Regions from separate parts of the Sus scrofa genome. Here all the other regions are linked to region 2. A link is a contact called in public HiChIP or PLAC-seq data. All regions are on one chromosome and are shown on one strand. Each heading gives the region's core, a stretch centred on a gene start, on an enhancer-like site or on the middle of the called end of the contact. The rest is flanking DNA. Distances are from core to core; before and after follow the strand shown. Region 1 has its middle 98 kb from the start of ZFP36L1. Region 2 holds the start of ZFP36L1 (mRNA decay activator protein ZFP36L1). Region 3 has its middle 120 kb from the start of ZFP36L1.

Region 1 (2,794 bases), core at 188-2,687, 98 kb before region 2:
TGAGGCCTTGGGAGCCTCAGCCAGTAAGAAAGGGTGATCAGAAATTCTGGCTCCTGAGAGGAAAGGAATTTCTCTTAAAGAATAGGGATCTCATTAGCAAACTCCAGGGGAACCAGGATGGCCTCCTCAAAAGGTTCCCACGTAAGCAGTTCACCACAGTGGCTGGAGTAGGGACTGGACCCATCTGCCCAGGTTTGAAATCAGAGTTCCCGAAGCTCCAGCTGCTTTACTACTAGGGCAAGTTACTTCACTTCTCTGTGTCTCAGTTTCCTCATCTGTAAAATGGGAACAAAGTGCTTCTTCTTTGGGTTGCTGTAGGGTTTTAAAGTCAATAGTGTGTATAAATAAATATAGGTATATACTTAAATATATACTTACTATGAACAAATGGGACAGATACCAATAAAGTGGGGTTGCTATCATTCTTTGGGGATTGCGACACCCTTGATGTCCACTGCTGTCAAGAGCACAGCTTCTTCCCCACTGGTCCCCCTCCCTCCTCAGGCAGGCATCAAAGCCATCAGCTTCCCGCTGCTGCTCTGATGCTCCCAGGAGCCATGTGCTGGGCAACAAGCCAGCAATGGGGACAGACTACTCCGGCCTCAGCATCCCTGTGTGCCACTAGGTGCCCAGCATTGTGGGCATCTCTGCCCAATGAGGCCTGGGTGGGAGTTCAGACCTGGATGCCCTGGAGTCCTCGGACAGCGATGGGTCAGCTTCAAGGCCAGAGAACCTAGACCATCTGTTGTGGGGGAGAAGCTCACTGGCAAGGGGACCCCAGGAAGCAGAGTCCTGTTTGCCTGCAAGATTAGATCACTCTGAAGGGGAGCCGGGGGGCCAAGAGAGCACCACTCACTTTATTCCAGGGCAGAGCACAGAAACCTATCTGAAAATGAGCAACTTTGAGGTCTGGAGGGAGGGAACCCCATTGTGTCTGGCCTTCCTCTCCGGATCTCAGGCTGCACACCTGGCTGTGTGCTCCACCCAGGCCGAGACAGAACATTCTGGGAGTTGCAGTCAGTGCAAAGGGCCCTGGAAGAAGAAGACAGCTGCTGGTTCTTGGGGCACCTGCCCGCCTCCCGCAGCCCCTCACACCTGGGCCACTAAACTTGGGCCTGATGGGCGGCCCCACCCTCCCACCCGCAGGGGAGCAACTCCCTCCTTCTTGCCTCATTGGTCCTGGCTGGACTTCCTGGTTCCTGGGTCCCTCACCCCCTCCCCCACCCCAGCACCACCCCCTGCAGAGCTGAGAAGGGCCCTGGGGTCAGGCTGCTTCCAGGCTGGGCGCCTCACAGCACCGCCAGGGAGGAGTGGGTGGACAGTGCTTTTGCCAGAGCCCCGGGGAGGAGGGCAGGGCATTCTTTTGAGTCCATTCAGCCGCTCAGCTATTTCCTGCCCTGCTCCAGCACCCGGCATGCTCCACCTGCTCTTACTTAACCATTTCCTGTTTACTGCCGGCCTCCTGCAGCCTCCAAGCTCCCCTGCAGCAGCCAGCAGCCCAGCCAGAGCTCCCCAGACAGACAGATGGACGCCTGGATGCCTGGAGAGACGAGGCTGGATGGCTGCTCTCTGGGCAGCAAAGGGCAGCCTAGTCCTTCCTTTTGGGCAGTTTTATCAACCCCAGGGTTAGATGGCATGGCTGGGCTTCCCCGGGGTGCAGATATGGGCCTGGGAGGACAAAAAGGACCCTCCCTGGCCCAGGCTGAGTCATCCCCTCACAAGAATCAGCCGTGGCCTCTAGTAGCCTCCTCTTCCTGGCGGCCCCCTTTCCTGTGGTCACCTGTCCACAGCTCCTCTCCCAGCTTCCCCACCAGGGCCAGACAGACACAAGAACCCTCGTGGTCCTTTTCACCTGCAAGGTTCCTACAGGCGAAATCTTCAATGGTGCTCTAATTACAGATTTGCAGGCAAAAATGTGGTCCCAGTCTCAGCACCACCTCTTTCTAGGTCTCTCACTTGGGCGAATTAAGGAACCTGTCTGGACTTCAGCTGGGTTTGGGTTGTTTTTTTTTCAAGGAGTAATAATATTACCTGTGGCCAAGGTCCATGTGATCATGATACCATATCACGTATGTGAAAGTTCCTAGTACAAAAGAAGCAATTGATGGTGTTGACTCCTATTATTATAGAGAAATTTCTTTAAAATTCCTCTATGTGTCGTGTTTTTTTGAAAAATGGTAAGAAAGCCCTCACTTCCTTGCCCTTCTAAAACTATGGGCTGACATGGAGCGAAATAAGAGAAGAGGCTTCTTGAACATCTCATACCCATGGGCTGTTGAAATTGCCCCTCAGCCCCAAATACGGCAGCAGGGATAGGGTGGACAGGGAGGAGCAGGACCAGTCCTGCAGAGAGAATCGTGGCTCCATGCCAAGGCCCGAAAGAGCAGGGAAGGCTGCAGAGGTGCCCTGAGACTCAGTCATCACTGGACCCATGGAAGCCCCTGGAGGCCACCTCTCAAACGTGAGGCTCCCCGCACCAGCTGCCTTAGCCTCATCTCTCGTCTTTCTCAACTTCGGCACTGTTGACACTTCAGCTAGGAGAATCCTTGGTTCTAGGGGTTGTCTTGTGCATTGTAAGATGTTTAGCAGCATCTCCAACTTCTGCCCAAAAAATGCCAGTAGCATCCCTTCCGCCCTCGCCAGTCGTGACAACCAAAAATATCTCCAGACATTGCCAAATGCCCCTGGGGCTGGGGATCACCTCCCTGCCTCCAGGGAGAACCACTGCTCTGGAAAAAGGCCATGAGCCATAGAAAGGGGTCCCCTGGTCCTCCACAGGTCCATCCCCCATCTC
Region 2 (2,781 bases), core at 32-2,531:
AACTCAAACAGGAGTTTCGTTGTCGGTACCCCCCCGCCCAATTCCCTCTACATCTACGAGTCGCGGTCCCTTGGGAAAAAAAAGGTGAGCGAGTCCCACGTTCGCCCAAAGTCTGCAGGAGATCGGCTATCACAGGAGGAAGCCTGGCCGAACTGTGGCGAGCTGAAGTCCCACTGCAAACTCGTTTTGCAACATCCTTTGAATCACAACTCTTGGCCTTTTTCTCGCAGATCCCCAGCCTCTCCAGAACAGAAGGGGACACATCCCAGCAAAACACTGTCCTGAGATTTACCTCTCCACCGGACCCCCACTTCCCGAGCCGCAGTCCGGCAATGTGGCTGGAGAGACTCGAACCCCCTCCCGGCAGCGGTGTCGCCCGGCAGCGGCGACACCCTGAGCGCTCACAGGGAAACCGAGCCCACTACCGAAACCGGGCTCAAAAGCAGCACGTTATGGACGAATGAATCACCGAAAAAAAGAAAAAAAAAAAAAACTGCCCCGGTCAATGCCCCGCGTCCCCCGGGCAGCCCCACGTAAACTTCGCCCCTCAAAACTCTGGACTCCAGATTCCCATGTAATCCCCGCCAGGAGCTGCTGAAATTCAAAGGATGGGAAGGAAAGCGCCAAATTCCTTCAAACTGGGGGGCGAAATGGGGCGGAAAAAACAACTACCTCGCCTCTCCTCGCTTTTTCCCAGTCTTCCCAGACCTAAACTTTGGGGGGTTCTTTTGGCAGACAAGAGAAAAAAGAAAAAGGCTTAGAAAAGTAAATGCTCCGCCCCACTTTACCTTGCATAAAACTTCGCTCAAGTCGAAGATGGTGGCAGACACAAGGGTGGTAGTCATCCTGGGCGCTCGCACGGGGCAGGGACGAGGATCTGGTTTGTTGTGAAGGTCCCGGTGCGGGGAAGGCTCTCCGGTCTGGAGTCCCACACGCCTGCTCCCGGCGCCCCTCGCCTTTCTGACTCTCCCCGGCTGCGGCGCGCGAAGCCCAATTTATATAAGTTTCAGATTTGGTGGGCCGGAGAAGAGGGAGGAGCTTTAAACTTATTTAAATGAGGAAGAGGAGGAAAAAAAGTTGATTGACACTGAAGTTGAATCAGCCATGCGGTCAAACTCGGGGGAAAAAAAAAAAGAAAGAAACTTTCAAAAGGAAGAAGGGGGAGGGGAGACGAGGAAAGAAGGCAAAGAAGAAAAAAAAAAAAACCCACTGCGAGCTGCGCACAACTTTTTTTCTTAAAGAGGAAAAGTTTCGACTCCGCTCGCTTGGCTACCCCTCGCTGCAGGCGCCCCTCTCTGGGGCGGTGCGCCGCGCGGGGGGAGGAGGGGAGCCCCCCCCTTTGTCAGCCTGCGAGCGCGGCTCTGTGACATCACTCATTCCACCCTCTTCGGGGTTCTTGTTGTTGTGTTGTTGTTTTTTTGTCGGGCAGGAAGGCGGGCTCGACTTTCTCTTTTTGCAAGCTGGAGCAGAAGCCCGTCCTTAGCGCCCGGGCTGCGGTTTCCATCTTGAGCAGATCTCCCTTGAAACTTCTCCAAGTACCCGCATAACTTACTCTTTCCCCGAGTTTTCTTTCGCACTCGGCTCCCCTCCGCAAACCCCACGGGGAGAGGAGATTGAAAATAAGAAGCTCACAAAGCGTTCAAGTTTAGGGTTTTGTTTTTTTTCAGGGGCGGGGATGGGGGTTGAGAGAGGAGGATTAGGAGACTTTTTTCCCCCCAGGAGGCCCTGGCCTGGCGGGGACGAGCACAGAGCGATTTAGCCCGCCGCACGCGTCTACACCCGCGATCGCTTTGCAGCGGACACCCTCCGAGAGTGGACTGGAGGGGTGGGGGGGGCGGGTTGTTAGCGAAAAGACCACGGCCCTGGCGGATTGTTTTAACAGGCTTGGGAGTGTATTTATTTCACACATCGATCTTTAAACGTTTTTGTAAAGAAAACCCGAATCCTCATGAGCGCCTCTTCTCCTCCTCGGAGGGAAAAAAAAAACCCACCCAGCAAGGCACAACTTTCCCCGCGCACTCTGAACCACGGGCCGCGCCGAAACTACCCCTACCAACACACATGCGCGCGCACACACACACACACGCACACACACACACACATACACCTAAACCACTGAACAAGGAAAAAAAAGTTGCTTTGGTAAAATAAAGGTAAAGAGATGGAGGAAGGCGACACTTTTAACTTATTGTTGCTTCTCCCCCGCCCCCAGGGGAACGGAACATATGGCTTGTCACAGTGAGCTGTTTTGGCGGGATGGGAGGAGGGGGGATATGGGATCCTCGAAACCGAAATGCCCCAATTGATTATTATGCTTTTGAAAACTGGGAAGTATATATTTATTTACTGTTAAGTTCAGATGCCCCTTCACCCACCCAAATAAAAAGTTGTCAACGTGTGCCCCACTGCCCACGGGTTGCTGGCGAGAAGACCGTGATGGAAATCTTGGGGCCGCATTTCTTTCCTATTTCCCCGCGTGCCCGGACGCCTCCTTGGCCCTCGCACGTTTCTTCCCAGCACTCGAGGCGGCCGGGTCTGTTATGAAACCCTGTGCGCTGAGTGGCTAAGAGCGGGTTCCATTGCGATGTAATTAGGTCACCCCATTATGAGCACGTTTCTTTGGAAAGGACGGGGCGGGCGGAGTAGAGCGCCTGAGTCGCACTCTCACACCACCACCAACACACACACACACACACACACACACATTTTTACTGCATTTCTTATTTATTCGTCAGCCTCTGAGCAAACCCGGAAACCTTCCAAATCACAACTGTTTTAGAA
Region 3 (2,700 bases), core at 10-2,509, 120 kb before region 2:
CCCTTCATCACATGGCACCAGAGTTCCCAGGGAACAAGGCTCTCTCCTCTGTTGAGAGCTTGAGCCGGCCCCAGAGGAAGAAGCATTAGGACTAAGCCCTGCATCTTTCTGTCCAGTTTCCCCCGTGCCTTGAACTTCTACCACCTCCCTTCCCTTGCCAGCAACCTGGAGGAGAGGAAACTCTACCCTGATTTTTTTGTTGTTGGTTTTTTTCTTTGGTTTTTTAGGGCCACACCCTCAGCATATGGAAATTCCCAGGCTAGGGATCAAATGGAAGTTGCAGCTGCCAACCTACACCACAGCCACAGCCACATGGGATCTGAGTTTTGTCTGCGACCTACACCACAGCTCACGGCAACGCCAGATCCTTAACCCACTGAGCGAGGCCAGGGATCGAACCTGCATCCTCATGGCTACTAGTCAGATTTGTTTCTGCTGAGGCCAGGGATCGAACCTGCATCCTCATGGCTACTAGTCAGATTTGTTTCTGCTGCGCCATGACGGAAACTCCCTATCCTAATTTTAACGTAGGAGCCACTGAGACTTGCATATATTAAGTGACTTCCTCCAGATCACACAAGACTCCACCCATCGCTCGGCCACCAACTTTGCATCTCATCTGCACCCACCTGTCTCCATCAATCCTAACGAGTCAGTCAGCTTTTCCCATCCCTAGGCCAGACACCTCCTCAAATAACAAACTGATTGATCTCTAGAAAAACCAAAGGCCAGTTCCAGTGGTCAAACACTGCAAGCTAGAGAGTTTCTCCCAAAAGTTCTATGGGAAGCCCAAGAATTCTGAATTCCAAAGCCAGCCAAATTTGGATTTCCTCTGTAAAGAGACCATCCGTCCCTGCAAAGAACATACCCTACCCCGTGTAGTTAGTTCCATGTTTCCTAATAACTTTTGCTTACACCACAAAATTGTCATAGATTATGGAAACACAAAAGCCTTGGAAAAGAAGAAAAAAAAAAAAAAATGTCCCGAGGCCCCTGGAAGTCATTATTCCTTCCTTTAGCAATTGCTGAGTTAAGCAGCAAAAATATGGTTTTCATCGTGCACCCCTCCCCCACCCCCCACTCTCTCTCTCTCTCTCTCTCTCTCTCTCTCTCTCACACACACACACACACACACACACACACTCAGACACACTCACATAGATGATCTGCTGGACATATGTTCACAAGAAAGCGGGCCTGTGGGGTGGGAGAAGATTCACATGTTGTGAGTCAAGAGCTTGAACATTTGAAAAGAAAAAGTGGGAGAGGGCGGGGAGTTTGCAGCCCTGGAAATGGAATATCCAGAGGATTTATTGCCTTTGAGTATCTCACGAGGCATTTTTTTTTATAAAAATCTGTAACTTATGGCTTTTTTTTTTTTTTTTTTTTTTTTTTTTTTTGTATAGGGCAGTAAACAAGAGCTCTGAAAGGGGAAGGAAGCCAGGAGAAAGCCAGCTCCATTAGTCACGCAGCTGCATATCCTGTCACAAAGGACCCCAGTTGAGTAATCGCCCAAAATATGCCTGTTATTTTTTTTTTCTGTCAGAAAAAAAATGGGGCCTGCCAAAATGTACTGTAAAAAGGAAAAAAATCTAGTCTCTCAGCCCCAGAGGGGGAAAGGAAAAGAAAGAAGAAACAGACGTGACTTCTCAGCACTTCTAACCCTTTCCCCAACTTATCTTTAAAAGAAAAAGCCCTCAGACTCTTCACAGCGATGGAGCTGGCTGGAAAAAAGCTGGCTCTTTGAGATGCTCCAGGTCTCAGAGGCCGTGCAGTTCCATGGTGCTGAGAGCTTAGAAAGAAGAGGGCCGTCGGAGAAAGAAGGAGAAGGACAGCCCCCAGCAGAGAGGAAAGAAGACAGGCCAATTGAACGAGGCCTTTGCTGGACCCAGTGAGCGAGCTCTGTCCCACAGGGAAGCTGGGCAGCCCCCTCCAGTTTCATGAGCATCGCATGGGCCCAGCCTGTGGCCGAGCACGCTTTTTCTGATGGCCTCAGCGAAACCACCATTGTCTCCAGCCTCCAACGTGCCCTAGGCTGTTTGGGCCACAGAATGGACAAGAAGAATTTGTGTGGCTGGACATCTGACTCTGGGGAAGTCTGAAGAAGAGGATCTGGAAAGGACCAGAGCTGCCTCCAGTCTCAGGAATTTCCCCGAATTGGCTTTGCAAAACCCCTCCATGCCAGGCTCCTGGTGGGGAAACTGAGGCACAGCCAACGAAGCTGTTCTGAAGCCTGGTGCAGTGGCTGCCTCTCTGCCGCACCCTCATTCCCTTGGCTCTCAGGATCAGGATGCGCAGAGCGGTCAGTCCAAACAGAGAGACTCTTGGAAAGTCGCAGCTTTCCACCTGCTCACATTCTGGTCTAGTCAGAACTGTCCACGGGGAAAGGGGTTGTCTGAACCCAGGTGATAAAAAAAAAAAAAAAAAGCAGGAGGTCTTCTCCTTAAGAAAGAGAATAGAGGCCAAAAGGGAGGAATGGGGAGTTCCCGTCGTGGCGCAGTGGTTAACGAATCCGACTAGGAACCATGAGGTTGCGGGTTCGATCCCTGCCCTTGCTCAGTGGGGTAACGATCCGGCGTTGCTGTGAGCTGTGGTGTAGGTTACAGACGCGGCTCGGATCCCGCGTTGCTGTGGCTCTGGCGTAGGCCGGTGGCTACAGCTCCGATTCAACCCCTAGCCTGGGAACCTCCATATGCCGCG

What was found. HiChIP or PLAC-seq counts read pairs in DNA pulled down with a chosen protein or histone mark.
Region 1: an H3K27ac HiChIP or PLAC-seq map of skeletal muscle shows a contact between it and region 2. The contact joins the enhancer-like site here to the promoter of ZFP36L1 in region 2. A contact is called at or near these places in 1 of 5 promoter capture datasets (fetal skeletal muscle), 11 of 47 Hi-C or Micro-C datasets (alveolar macrophages, embryonic fibroblasts, fetal heart ventricle and 5 more) and 2 of 2 datasets of contacts at active chromatin or transcription factors (alveolar macrophages and skeletal muscle).
Region 3: an H3K27ac HiChIP or PLAC-seq map of skeletal muscle shows a contact between it and region 2. The contact joins the enhancer-like site here to the promoter of ZFP36L1 in region 2. A contact is called at or near these places in 1 of 5 promoter capture datasets (fetal skeletal muscle), 12 of 47 Hi-C or Micro-C datasets (alveolar macrophages, embryonic fibroblasts, fetal heart ventricle and 9 more) and 2 of 2 datasets of contacts at active chromatin or transcription factors (alveolar macrophages and skeletal muscle).

What each region holds. Positions count from the first base shown.
Region 1 is chr7:92,396,469-92,399,262 of Sscrofa11.1, forward strand. No RefSeq gene overlaps it. Among named protein-coding and RNA genes, the nearest start is that of ZFP36L1, 98 kb to the right of the region's middle. Within about 2 kb of position 1,438, at least 45 of the 83 cell types and tissues checked have an H3K27ac peak or open chromatin away from gene starts, as enhancers often do. A contact at or near this core is called in alveolar macrophages, embryonic fibroblasts, fetal liver and 5 more, where this site is marked.
Region 2 is chr7:92,494,583-92,497,363 of Sscrofa11.1, forward strand. ZFP36L1 (mRNA decay activator protein ZFP36L1) reads right to left here and starts at 1,282. Exons shown (of 2, transcript XM_013989124.2): 1 at 789-1,282. The coding sequence starts at 845.
Region 3 is chr7:92,377,617-92,380,316 of Sscrofa11.1, forward strand. No RefSeq gene overlaps it. Among named protein-coding and RNA genes, the nearest start is that of ZFP36L1, 120 kb to the right of the region's middle. Within about 2 kb of position 1,260, at least 44 of the 83 cell types and tissues checked have an H3K27ac peak or open chromatin away from gene starts, as enhancers often do. A contact at or near this core is called in alveolar macrophages, embryonic fibroblasts, fetal skeletal muscle and 6 more, where this site is marked.